2 separate regions of the Sus scrofa genome follow, and region 2 is linked to region 1. Evidence: chromatin contacts called from public promoter capture Hi-C data. All regions are on one chromosome and are shown on one strand. Each heading gives the region's core, a stretch centred on a gene start, on an enhancer-like site or on the middle of the called end of the contact. The rest is flanking DNA. Distances are from core to core; before and after follow the strand shown. Region 1 holds the start of PMVK (phosphomevalonate kinase). Region 2 overlaps SHE (SH2 domain-containing adapter protein E).

Region 1 (6,217 bases), core at 1,436-3,935:
TTTTTTTTTGCCTTTTTAGGGCCGCACCCGTGGCATATGGAAGTTCCCAGGCTAGGGATCCAATCAGAGCTACAGCTGCTGGCCTACACCACAGCCACAGCAACTCCGGATCCAAGCTGTGTCTACGATCCACACCACAGCTCACAGCAATACCGGGTCCTTAACCCACTGAGGGAGACCAGGGATCAAACCTGCATCCTCATGGCTCCTAGTCAGATTCACTTCCGCTGCGCCGAAACAGGAACTCCCTGGAGCCCCATTTCTGCTACTGGTATCTAGACAACTTCAACAGGTCTGTTTCCCTGACTTCCTCACCTGTCAAATGGGTATAACAGCTTCTATTCTGTCTCCTACTGGGTTACCATGAAACTCAAATGGGAAAGAGCCCTAACAGGTAAAACAAGTTAAATTATAATTAACAGTATGAACATCCATGCCTGGCAATATTCTGGCTGGATTAGGTTTCCCTGCACCTGTAACCTCACGGCCAGGGGTATCTTGGTCTCAACTGACTTGGTCACTACACATAAATAACTCATTCATTCAGTTGTGCAATTTGCTCAACCACTGGTTGGGTACTACATTTGGATCCAAATGCGAATAAGATATCATGATTCCTGCTCTGACCTCAAGATGCTCACAGATTTCCTTAAACACTGACATGGCGAGACAGGTGTTCTTACTTCCATGTTTCAGATGAGAAAACTGAGGTTGAGTGAGGAAAACTGACTCGCCCAAAGCTCCACTGCAAGTAACAAGGCCAATATTGGTAAAATAAAAATAGGAATTCCCGTTAGTTAACGAACCCAGCTAGGATCCATGAGGACGCAAGTTTGATCCCTGGTCTCCCTCAGCGGGTTAAGGATCGAGCATTGCCATGAGCTGTGGTGTAGATCACAGACATGGCTCGGACCCAGCACAGCTGTGGCTGTGGTGTTGGCTGGCAACTGTAGCTCCGATTTGACCCCTAGCTGGGAACCTCCATATGCCATGGGTGCGGCCCTAAAAAGACAAAAAAAAACATTAAAAAAGTAAAAACTTTTTTAAAAAGCCAGGATTTAGGTCCTGTGTCTCAACTAAGTGCCAAGAATTATTCCAAGCCCTTCATGTACATTATCTCATTTAACCCTATTACTGACTCCATTTTACAGATGGCAAAACTGAGGCACACAGTTCATAAGAAACTTGTGCAAGATCACACTCCAATAAGTGGTGAGTCAGGATTTGAATCCCAGCAGTCTAATTCCAGAGCCTGTGCTTCTGACCACTATTTGATTTCTGTGTTTGGGGGTGAAGAGAAACAAAACTTAGGAGAAAGTGGCAGACACTTAGTGGTGAACGATTCAGGTGGCAAACTCTGCCCTGGGCTTTTCCACAACCTCTTAGAACCCCCATGGTGCCCCAAAGCAACCTCCTGGTACCCCCACCACACTGGCCCTCAAGAGGACCTGGCTTCTGTGCTCTCCAGGGCCGCATCTCAGCAAAAGTGCTCCCACACCGAACATCTTACTTGGAGAGAAAACCTGAGCAAAAGGTATTATCTGGAGAAGCAGTGGGATAAAGCAGAAGGAATTCATTCCTTGGAGCTAGACTAAAGCTGAATTTGAGTCCTGGATCTGCCAATTACTTTGTGCTCCTGGCAAGTCTGGGTCTGGGTTTTGGGGTTTGCTTGCTTGTTTGTTTTTTTGCCATTTCTTGGGCTGCTCCCACAGTACATGGAGGCTAGGGGTCTAATCGGAGCTGTAGCTGCCAGCCTACGCCACAGCCACAGCAACGGGAGATCCGAGCCTCCTCTGTGACCTACACCACAGCTCACAGCAACACCAGATCCTTAACCCACTGAGCGAGGCCAGGGATCGAACGCGCAGCCTCATGGTTCCTAGTCAGATTCGTTAACCGCTGTGCCACAACGGGAACTCCTGTTTTGTTTTGTTTTGTTTTTTAACTTTTCAGAGTGTGGGTTTCTTCATTTGTGAAACGGAGATACTGACGAATAAGACCACACAGTACCTAACAAAGAAATTTTGAGAATTAAATTATATATCCATACAGTATTTGGCACACAATAAAGGCTCAAATAAACCCCAGGTCCTAGGTGATTGTGGGGCAAAGATTTGTCTTTGGAGTCAGACACACTGGGGTGTGGGCTGAGAAAATTCCTTTATTTGTGACTCAATTTCCTCATCTGTAACAGTTACCTGGCAACACTGTCTGGAAGACTGGGAGTGGTTTATAAAAAGTGCCTTTTTTATAACTTCTTTATGCTTCTTGGAGAGACCTAACAGCTTACAGCTTCTGGAGAGGTGGGCCCCTGGTTCTTTGAGGAGGGCTGTGTGTAGATTCTCTTCAACGTGATGGTGACAATCCTGCACCTCTCGCCGCCCAGGGCTCCCCCTGCCCAGCAACATGAGGACCCCCTACGCAAAGTACACTCTATCACACCCAAACACACCCCTCGTGTCACGTGACTGGGGATCTCCCCGGTCCTCCTCCGTCCCGGCCCCACGGACACCTGCTCTGCAGCGCCTCGGTCACGAAGTCCTTCCCGGATTTCCTCTTCCCGCTGAAAAGCAGCACCAACCGCGGGACGCTTCCCAGGGGTGCCATGGGGCCGCTACGCTTTGCGATCCCTACAGCGGATCCTGAACCCTTACCCCTTAAATCGAGCCACCCGGCACAGAATGGACGCGGCCACTGGATGGAGCGGCAACAAGAAGGGGTTCCGCCCGCCCGTCTTCTCCATGGCCGTGGAGAGGATGGTCAACCTGCACAAGTGCTTCTGTGCCTTTACACTAAAGCCTACATAAATGGACTGTGGAGAGAAAGAAGGTTAAGTCCCTGGGCAGCTTTCTCCCCTAAAGAAGCTCCCCTGCCAGAACTCATTTGGAACAGTCCAACCCGCCCAGACTCTAACGTCACGGCCTCGCCTTCTGAGCTGACGCTCGTGACACGTGAGGGGGCGGGAATTGGACGCGACTATTTTCCTCCGAGGAGGAGTGACATCTTAAAATGTCCGAAGTGACCCTCACGCTGTCTTCCACACCGTCCTAAAAAATTGTGAAAAAAAAGAATAAACGTGTTCATATTGCAGACGTTTTCAAAACTGCCTTTTTATCTGTGCATTTTAATGTACGTGTAAAGCCAATCCTTATATGCCCCACAGTGAAAATGGGTGTTTCTGGAGACGAAACCTGGCGAGGACTCGAGAGGTGTGTCTGGTGACGTCATGCTGGGGGTGGGACTTAGTCAAAAGACCTGATTTTATTGTTAAGCCGGTTTGAAAACCGGAGGGGTCGATGTGTTCGACCCTTTAAGGCCCGCGAGAAAATTCTCATCGCTTTTCTAGCCGCATCCTTCACTCCAAAGATTTTCGGAATCCACAGAGCTTGGAATGACTATAGAATAAGTTAAAAGGGGGCTTTGAAGCCACTTCTGGAAATTACCTAGTTTTATGTGGAGTCCAGCTCTCAGCCAGGAGTTCTAGGGGGAAAAATAAGGGATGCTGATCTGTCCCTTCCCTGAATTCCCAGTCCTGCCTCTGCTCCCAGCGGTTGACAGCCAGCCCGTTAAGCAATCAGAATTTCTTTTTTTTGTTTTATGTATTTAATTATTTTGCTTTTTAGAGCCGCACCGGGGCATATGGAAGTTCCCAGGCTAGGAGTGGAAGCAGAGCTGTAGCTACCTGCCTACACCACATCCCCAGCAATGCTGGGTCTGCGACCTACACCGCAGCTCGTGGCAACGCCAGATCCTTAACCCACTGAGCGAGGCCAGGAATCGTGGCCTCATGGATACTAGTCGGATTCGTTTCCGCTGAGCCACAAGGTGAACTCCTGCAAGTGGAGTTTCTTTAGCTCTGGCTCTGTCACAGCTGTCCGGTAGTTCTCTGAGCTTGTCAACACAGGGCCTGCGACCCATTACTGCCTCCATCTTACAAGCTATAAGGTCATGTGCAGAGAAATGAGATGGAAAGACCTTCTTTGAGAGAAACCATTAATTCACTGAATATTGAAAACATGGCACAGGAGAAGCTGTGGACATTGAATGATCAATGGTCAGATACACAAAGATTGGACTTTGGGAAGGTCTTTTTTTTCTTGTAAACAACTCTGAAAGCAGTACACTCATCTGGGAATTTAGAGGGCAGCTAGAGGGGAGTTGTAATCCCAGCTTTGACTCTTAGCGGGAACGTGACCGTCAGCAAGTCACTCTGAGTTCATCATTGATAATGCACACCTCGCTGGGTTGCAATAAGAAGGAAATGAGGACAACACATGCTAAAAAACAATGAAAATGCTTTGGAGAGTTCCCGTCGTGGCTCAGCAGAGATGAATCTGACTAGGAACCATGAGGTTGTGCATTCGATCCCTGGCCTCCCTCAGTGGGTTAAGGCTCCGTTGTTGTCGTGAGCTGTGGTGTAGGTCGCAGATGTGGCTCAGATCCTGTGTTGCTGTGGCTGTGGTGTTGGCTGGCAGTTATAGCTCCAATTCGACCCCTAGCCTGGGAACCTCCATATGCCTCGGGTGCAGCCCTAAAAAGAAAAAAGGAAAAAAAAAAAGCTTTGGATATTCTCAAGTGCCGTCCAAATATGGAGTTGTCATTGATGCTGAGCATTGTGTGATTTTAGTTTATAATCCAACACAGGATCAGATTTCCCACCTTCAATAAGCATTTATTTGGGACTCCACTGCAAGCACCAACCCTACCACTGCCAGCAGAGACTGCAAAGGATTAAGTGCACTCACACACTCCTGCTTTCCTGAGCCACTCCTAAGAAGTCAGAACTTCCTTCACCGGAACCAACCACACCCTTGCCACTTACCCCCACTCCTCCTAGAATGAAGCTCCCTGGAATTCCCAGTGATCAGAAAACATCCCCCATGGAGTTCCCATCGTGGCTCAGCAGAAACGAATCTAACATCCATGAGGACGCAGGTTCAATTCCTGGCCTCGCGCAGGGGGTTAAGGATCTGGCGTTGCCATGAGCTGTGGTGTAGGTCACAGATGTGGCTCAGATCTGGAGTGGCTGTGGCTGTGGCGTAAGCTCTGATTCAACCCCAAGCCTGGGAACTCCTATATGCCGCAGGTATGGCCCTAAAAATACAAAAAGAAAAAAAGAAAAAGAAAGAAAAGAAAGCATCCCCAACCTCTTCTGAGGAGTTCCCTCCTGAACCCTGCCTCAATTGAACCTTGCTGTCCCCTGCTTTTTAGGCCTTTTATTCTCCCCCAGCCCTCAGACCTCAGCATACACGAACTTGCTGTCCGTGGCGTTGTCCCTTCCCAACCACATTTCAGCTTCCAGACCATTGCCCTTCTTCTTGGGAAACCCTGGCTCCTCTAAGACTCCTACTACCTGGCTAAGCTCCCCTTTCTCCCCCTTCCACGTTGAGGACTACCAGTCCTGGCAGTCATTCTCGGGTACTGAGACTCAGCCACTGGCTTCTTATCATCTTTGCCAACCTAGTTCCCATCGTCGTTCTCAGTGACTTTGCTATCAACATGATCACCCCCCATCCAACACCCTGGCAACGCAAAGCCTTGGCCTCAGTTGCCCAAAGTCTTTTTCTTCCTCTCCTCCTGAGACACTGGCTCCCATGGACACACTCTGGGCCTTGTCATCACCAGAAACCACTCGTCCTGCAAATTCACACACCCTCCCACCCTACCCTCCAAGGTCATTTGCTCAAGTTCCCCAGAGCAGTGCTTGCATCCCAGGACCACCACCAGCCCGTGAGACTGTCTAGTATATAACATCTGCTCTTCCTTCCCTCCAAAACCAAAGGGAACATCAAATAAACGAGTATACGTGGGGAGTTCCCATCGTGGCTCAGTGGCTAACGAATCCAACTAGGAACCATGAGGCTGCGCGTTCGATCCCTGGCCTTCCTGAGTGGGTTAAGAATCCAGCATTGCGGTGAGCTGTGGTGTAGGTCACAGACTTGGCTTGGATCCCGCGTTGCTGTGGCTCTGGCGTAGGCCGGTGGCTACAGCTCCGATTGGACCCCTAGCCTGGGAACCTCCATGTGCCTCAGGAGCAGCCCTAGAAAAGGCAAAAAGACACACACACACACACACAAAGTATATGTGGAAAGCTTTCCTAAACCATACAGGGCTGCACAACTATGAGGCACTATTTTGAGGGTAGAACAGGCCGGTCCAAAGGCTGGGATGCTGCTGATGGTGAGGCAGGAAGGGGGAAGGAGCAGGAGTGTCCGAC
Region 2 (6,217 bases), core at 1,930-4,429, 440 kb before region 1:
TCACATTCTGTCGTTCAAGCAAAGGCATTTTATTTTCTGGCAATAAGTGCCCTCGTGAATCGGAGGTCCTGCCGTGGCTCACTGGAATCGAATCTGACTAGCATCCATGAGGACACAGGCTCCATCCCTGGCCTCACTTAGTGGGTGAAGGATCCGGTGTTGCCGTGAGCTGTGGTGCAGGTCACAGATGTGGCTCGGATCTGATGTAGCTGTGGCTGTGGCTGGCAGCTACAGCTCTGATTCGACCCTTAGCCTGGGACCCTCCATATGCCTGGGTGTGGCCCTAAAAAGACAAAAAAAAAAAAAAAAAAAAAAAAAAAAGGCCCTGGTGAATCACCTTCAAAGTGTATCTTTTTTGCCTGGTCTTCTCCCTATGATAGGAAAGCCTGCACTCCACTCCCACAACCAGTCAGGGGGAGCCCAGGAGGCTCTAGTACTTACTTTAGTGCAATGGAGTACCTACTGGTCCCTGACTCGCTGTTCCGAACCAAGTACCCAGCTTCTTTGCAGGGTTGTAGTCGACTCTCAGCCTCAGCACGGGTGATGGCACCATGATACCAACTAAAAAATGGGGTGGGGAGAGAACCAGGAGCATCAGGCTACCAATCCAGACAGGCCTCCTTCCACAAAGCATTATCTGAAATGAACTTCTGGTGCAAGCTCAACAGCCTGGATTAGATGCTGCTTCCTATTCAGATCAGACAAAATGAGATGTGGGTAATCCCGGATCGCAAAACCTATCAGTCATCCAAGAGGGAGTTAATGGGGCTGGTGTCATTCAAGTTTTTGCTCTATTCAGGGGAATGGAATTTGAAATCAGGTTCTTGGGATGCAGGGCACTTTCCACTCTGCACAAATGCAGGCTTTGCAAATGAGTTTTCATTCATGAGCCCCACCCAGCCACGTATTCAGGAACCATGTAAACTGGGGCCAGTGTGTGTTACATGTGTCTGTGGGAGAGACTCACGGCTGCTTCTCCAGTGGCAGGGCTGGGTCCACTCTTTCCCCCTCACTGTGGTCAGAGAGGCTTGGCTTCAAGATCTTCTGGGTCCAGCTCTTCTGTCGGTGGTGCTGCCTCACAGACTCCTCCTTGATGGAAGGTCGCTCAGAGCCTTCAAACTGAACTGGAAGGAAGGCTCCATTTACCATCAGAGGCCACTGAGGAACGACCCATGTTCACTTCAATGCGAGGACCTTGTCTGCCTCATCTTGGGAAAGAAACTTTTCGCCCTCTTTCATTTGAGCTAAAATATACGGCAAAGGAACCTGGGCGAGCTGAGCTCCTGCTGTCTTTGATTGGCCAGCATCCACGTGCAGCCACTTTTTCTGCACGATATTCATTAGCGTAAAATGATTTTAGACTATGAGAGGAAACCATTTTAGTATATGTCAGCATGTACTTAAAAAAAAAAAAAAACCCAACTCTTTGTTTTGGTATATTGAGAAAAAAGACTAAACATAATCATAGATGACGACTCTGTGCAAGAGTGTGTATCGTTCTATGAAACTAAATGAAGGTTTTCACCGTGAAACAATAAAGAGACAGCTCAGAAACAAACTATTAACAGCGCCTTAAAGATGCTATGGCAACTATGCTGGATAGAAGAGAGATAAAATGAGTGGTATCTAGCACAATAGCCAGTGCCAAGAGAGATGTGTGGAAAACAATCTAAAACAAAACAAAAACAGACTCACATGTTTGCTATCAAATCTATTACCTTCTCTGGTCACCCTTTTACACTGACTGTGCTTTTAATCAAAAACTGGCTGTGGGTGGAGGCCAGCGGCTACAGTTCCGATTGGACCCCTAGCCTGGGAACCTCCATATGCCGCAGGTGCAGCCCTAAAAAGACAAAAAAATAAAATAAAAAACCAAACCCAAAACACAGGTTTACTGTTGGAGGCAAAAGACATTCCTAACTTTTCAAATCAAATGCAAAAGAAATCAGGTGGTGAGCCAAGCAGAAGAACCATGTCCTTGGAGAAGCAGGAGGGAGAAATACACACACACACACATTTGTCTTTTTGTCTTTTCTAGGGCTGCACCAAGGCATATGGAGGTTCCCAGGCTAGGGGTCTAATCGGAGCTGTAGCCACTGGCCTACACCAGAGCAACTCGGGATCTGAGCTGCGTCTGTGACCTACAACACAGCTCACAATGCCGGATCCTTAACCCACTGAGCGAGGCCAGGGATCAAACCTGCAACCTCATGATTCCTAGTCGGATTCATTAACCACTGAGCCATGATGGGAACTCCAGAAATATATTTAATATCCGTTGGCAATTTACTTATCAACTTCCTCTTAAGCTATTAAAATTAAAAATTCACACTAGCTTCCGCAAGCTTTCCAACCACCGCTGCCTGTCACTACTGCCATTTTATAAATAGGAATTTTAACAGGTTTGAGGAGTAGCACCAAGTAAGAGAAAAAGCTGCTCTCAATTTGATAGCTTTGGTGGTGATTAGATAGGGCTTTTCAGTAGTTACTGAAGGCATTTCTAAAACTGTCAGCACACTGAGAAGATAGGAATGATGCTCAGAAGGAGACAAGCTACATGCAATACTAAGGGCTCTTCTTCAGTCCTCTCTTCCAACCCTGGCCAAATTCTCTCCATCAAATTCCTTGGGAAAAGACCTGCCCTCGAGGAACAGAAAGTAAAGTGCCTTGGGACAAAGCTCTGGCGGGCGGGGTTTCCGGACCAGCCTCACCTGACAGCGCCCGCACGATCTGCTCCTTCTTCCACTCCCAGGGCTGCTCGTACTCAGCCGCGGGCCTCTCGTCGTCCTGGGGCAGCCGGCTGTGGCCGTCGGGGGGCCGCGCCTTCCGCTCGGGGGCCTCCGCGCGCGGGACGCCCTCGGCCGCTGGCTCGTAGGGCGTGTCGTACAGCTGCGGCGGCTTCCCGGCGAGCTCCTTGGAGCCCCGTCTCTTGGCCAGAGCCTCGGGCTTCAGGCCGTTCTCCCCGGGCTCGCAGGGGCTGTCGAGCAGCTGAAGAGCCTTCACCAGCGGGTCTTTGGAACCTCGTCGTCTGATTTCTGAAAAACACACATCGTACCCCACACCTTTGAAGAAAAGGTGCCATGGAAGCCTGGGGAAGAACCGATTCCCTCTTCACCGACCCTCCCCCCATCTGTCTGCTGGCCTGGTTGTCTCTGATGGGGCTGATGACCTCGAAGCTACAACCTCTTCCCCCTGGGCCTGAGCCAGAGCATGGGATCACCGGGGAAGGCAGGCCCGCCTCAGGTGGCAGGAGCCAACTGAGAGAAGAGAAGTGGTTTCAGGGCAACCCCCCTCCACAGCTCCTGGAGCCCCTGTCCAGTCTATGAGTTTGGTTCACCTTCAGAGTGTTTACCTCTTGTTAGGAAGCTGAGATCAAAGGTTTTTTTTTGTTTTTTTTTTTGTCTTTTTGCCATTTCTTGGGCTGCTCTCGCGGCATATGGAGGTTCCCAGGCTAGGGGTCCAATCGGAACTGTAGCCGCTGGCCTACACCACCGCCATAGCAACTCGGGATCCGAGCCACATCTGCAGCCTACACCACAGCTCAGGGCAATGCCGGATCCTTAACCCACTAAGCAAGGCCAGGGATCGAACCCGCAACCTCATGGTTCCTAGTCGGATTCGTTAACCACTGCGCCATGACTGGAACTCCCAAAATATTTTAATAAAAATCCACTGTTTACTGTATTCAAGCAATGGGCCACATACACTGAGGGCAGTGTGACTTTTAGGTGGTTCCAAAGTAGTGATACGTCCACAAATAATAACAGACGAATGACTGCAGAATAGATAAAAGTAAACAGGGAGTTATGGGGAAAAACAAAGATAATAACTCAAGAGCTAACATTTAGCATAGCGTACTACGCGGTACGCAGTTTTTTCAGTGTATTATGATTTTCACAACTGCACTGTGAAATGGGCACTGTTAGTTCCCCCTATCACAGAAGAGAAAACGGAAGCACAAAGAGTTTAAGGAAATTGCCCAAACCAGTAAGTGCAAAGCCTGGATTCAAAAGCAGGACGTTGGGCTCTAGAAGCCATACTCTTAACCACGGCACTTGGATGGACTCCAAGTGGACGAGAAATGGAAGATGCATGGACTTTGATAGAGAAGGTCATTTCCAGTGGCGGAAGCTGCGTGCGTGAAGATAGGGAGGTGGGAACCAGAAAGGGCCGGTTCCCATCAGGGGTAACTGGGAGCAAAGTTCAAAGGACAGAAGGCCAGGAGTGCAGACAGGTAGTGGAAGAAGCAGCTGGAAAATAGGCAGGACAGGAACCAAAGTGCAGAAGTTTTCAAAGCCAGAATTTAAAAGCTTAGATGGTTCTGTATGTGGTGGAGAACCACTATGAGCTTTTTTTTTTTGTCTTTTTAGGGCCGCACAGGTGGCACATGGAGGTTCCCAGGCTAGGGGTCATTTTGGAGCTGTAGCCTATGCCACAGCCACAGCAACGCCAGATCTGAGCCGCATCTGCAACCTACACCACAGCTCACGGCAATGCCGGATTCTTAACCCACTGAGTGAGGCCAGGGATCAAACCTGCGTCCTCATGGATGCTAGTCGGGTTCATTAACCACTGAGCCACGACGGAAACTTTTTTTTTTCCTTTCTTTCCAAAGAGGAACAATTTATGTTTTGCTGGAAGATAACCCAACACAGCATACAGGATAGAATACAGATATGGTTTGAGCTGAGGTATAGAAATGGATACAAAAAACCTGATGCAAATCAACCAACCACCAGATAACCAGCCAGCCAGCCAGCCTCAGTGGGAAGGAAGCAGCAGCGTCTGGGCACTGACCAGTTTGGGGCCCAGACCCTCTGGCAGGTAGAGTCTGGACAACCATAGCTGGAGATCCAGGCCAACAGAAGCATCATGTTGTGTTTCCTCTAAACGCCCATGAGGAAGCCTTCAATCTGTCCACTTGGTCACAGTGAAGGAGGACCTTTCTAAATGCAAACATCTCATCACTTAATAGTCCATAAGATCTCCACTGTCCACTTACAAAGTGCAAACTGCTCAGGGTGGCCTTCTGTGACCACACCACTGCCTCCCTCTCCAATTTCTTCTCTCAACATTGCCCTATCTCCGGCCCCCTGAAATCCAATTCTTTGTTCCAACCAGATGGAACTTCTGACGTTCCCAGTGTACTGCACTGACTTATGCCCTCCAGTGTCCCAGTGATCTTCCGATTCCTTGACGTCTAGTCTAGCAACTCCTCTTTCCAGCCTACATTCTCCTCCAATGCCCCACTTTCCCCGAGATGCCACCACTTTCACCTTGCATTTCTCTCATTGAAGGGATTTATTTGCTGATGTGCCCGTATTTCCAGTTTGGTGAAGACTGCCAGGGCAGGGACCACTATGTCTTGTTTGACTTTGTAGGATACACAGCTGTGCTAAAGAATGGATGGATGGGAGTTCCCGTCGTGGCTCAGTGGTTAACAAATCTGACTAGGAACCATGAGGTTGCAGGTTCGATCCCTGGCCTTGCTCAGTGGGTTAAGGATCCGGCGTTGCCCTGAGCTGTGGTGCGGGTCGCAGATGAGGCTCGGATCTCGTGTGGCTGTGGCTGTGGCTGTGGCGTAGGCTTGGCAGCTACAGCTCTGATTCGACCCCTAGCCTGGGAACCTCCATATGCCGTAGGTGTGGCCCTAGAAAAAGGCAAAAAAAAAAAAAAAAAAAAAAAAAAAAGAATGGATGGATGGATGGGAGAAGAAAGGGAGGGAAAGGAGCTCTAGAGCTTCTCCAGGCAGGTGACAATGTGGATCTGAGCTCTGTGAGGAGACGAAGGTCAAGGTACACATCAAGGAGTGATGGATCACGGCTGGTGTTGTCAGAATGAAAGCCATCACCAGAGAAAAGGAGGCCAACTGAAAAGGAAAGGATGCGAGGCAAACTCCGGGACTTCTTTGCCAAAGAGCAGACAGGAGAAGAGGTGTCACCAAAAAAGACTGAGAAGGCGCGGTCAGGTAAGGGGGCAGAGGATTCGAGCATGTACAGTGCCGTAGAAGCAAGGGAAAGAAAACTCTACGGGTGACTTAAAACGGGCCTGGTGACACTCCACAGAGGAGAATCACTGACTCCATAAGACTTCTGTAACAAGGACCACCAACGAAACATTCTAGGGAACGTTATTAAAGTGAGGACATTCAAATCGAAGGGGCAACATTTATTTATAGTGTGTGGCTGTAATTCTGCTGGGCAGGGGCCCCTCACTG

What was found. Promoter capture Hi-C pulls out the DNA fragments that hold promoters and counts their contacts.
Region 2: a promoter capture Hi-C map of liver shows a contact between it and region 1, with 2.4 times the contacts expected there. The contact joins the enhancer-like site here to the promoter of PMVK in region 1. A contact is called at or near these places in 2 of 5 promoter capture datasets (fetal skeletal muscle and liver), 5 of 47 Hi-C or Micro-C datasets (fetal heart ventricle, fetal liver, fetal skeletal muscle and 2 more) and 1 of 2 datasets of contacts at active chromatin or transcription factors (alveolar macrophages).

What each region holds. Positions count from the first base shown.
Region 1 is chr4:94,858,136-94,864,352 of Sscrofa11.1, reverse strand. PMVK (phosphomevalonate kinase) reads right to left here and starts at 2,685. Exons shown (of 5, transcript NM_001168416.1): 1 at 2,513-2,685. The coding sequence starts at 2,607.
Region 2 is chr4:95,295,948-95,302,164 of Sscrofa11.1, reverse strand. SHE (SH2 domain-containing adapter protein E) reads right to left here. Exons shown (of 6, transcript XM_001929442.4): 3 at 2,712-3,035; 4 at 968-1,124; 5 at 442-561. Among named protein-coding and RNA genes, the nearest start is that of TDRD10, 15 kb to the right of the region's middle. Within about 2 kb of position 3,179, at least 5 of the 83 cell types and tissues checked have an H3K27ac peak or open chromatin away from gene starts, as enhancers often do. A contact at or near this core is called in fetal liver and liver, where this site is marked.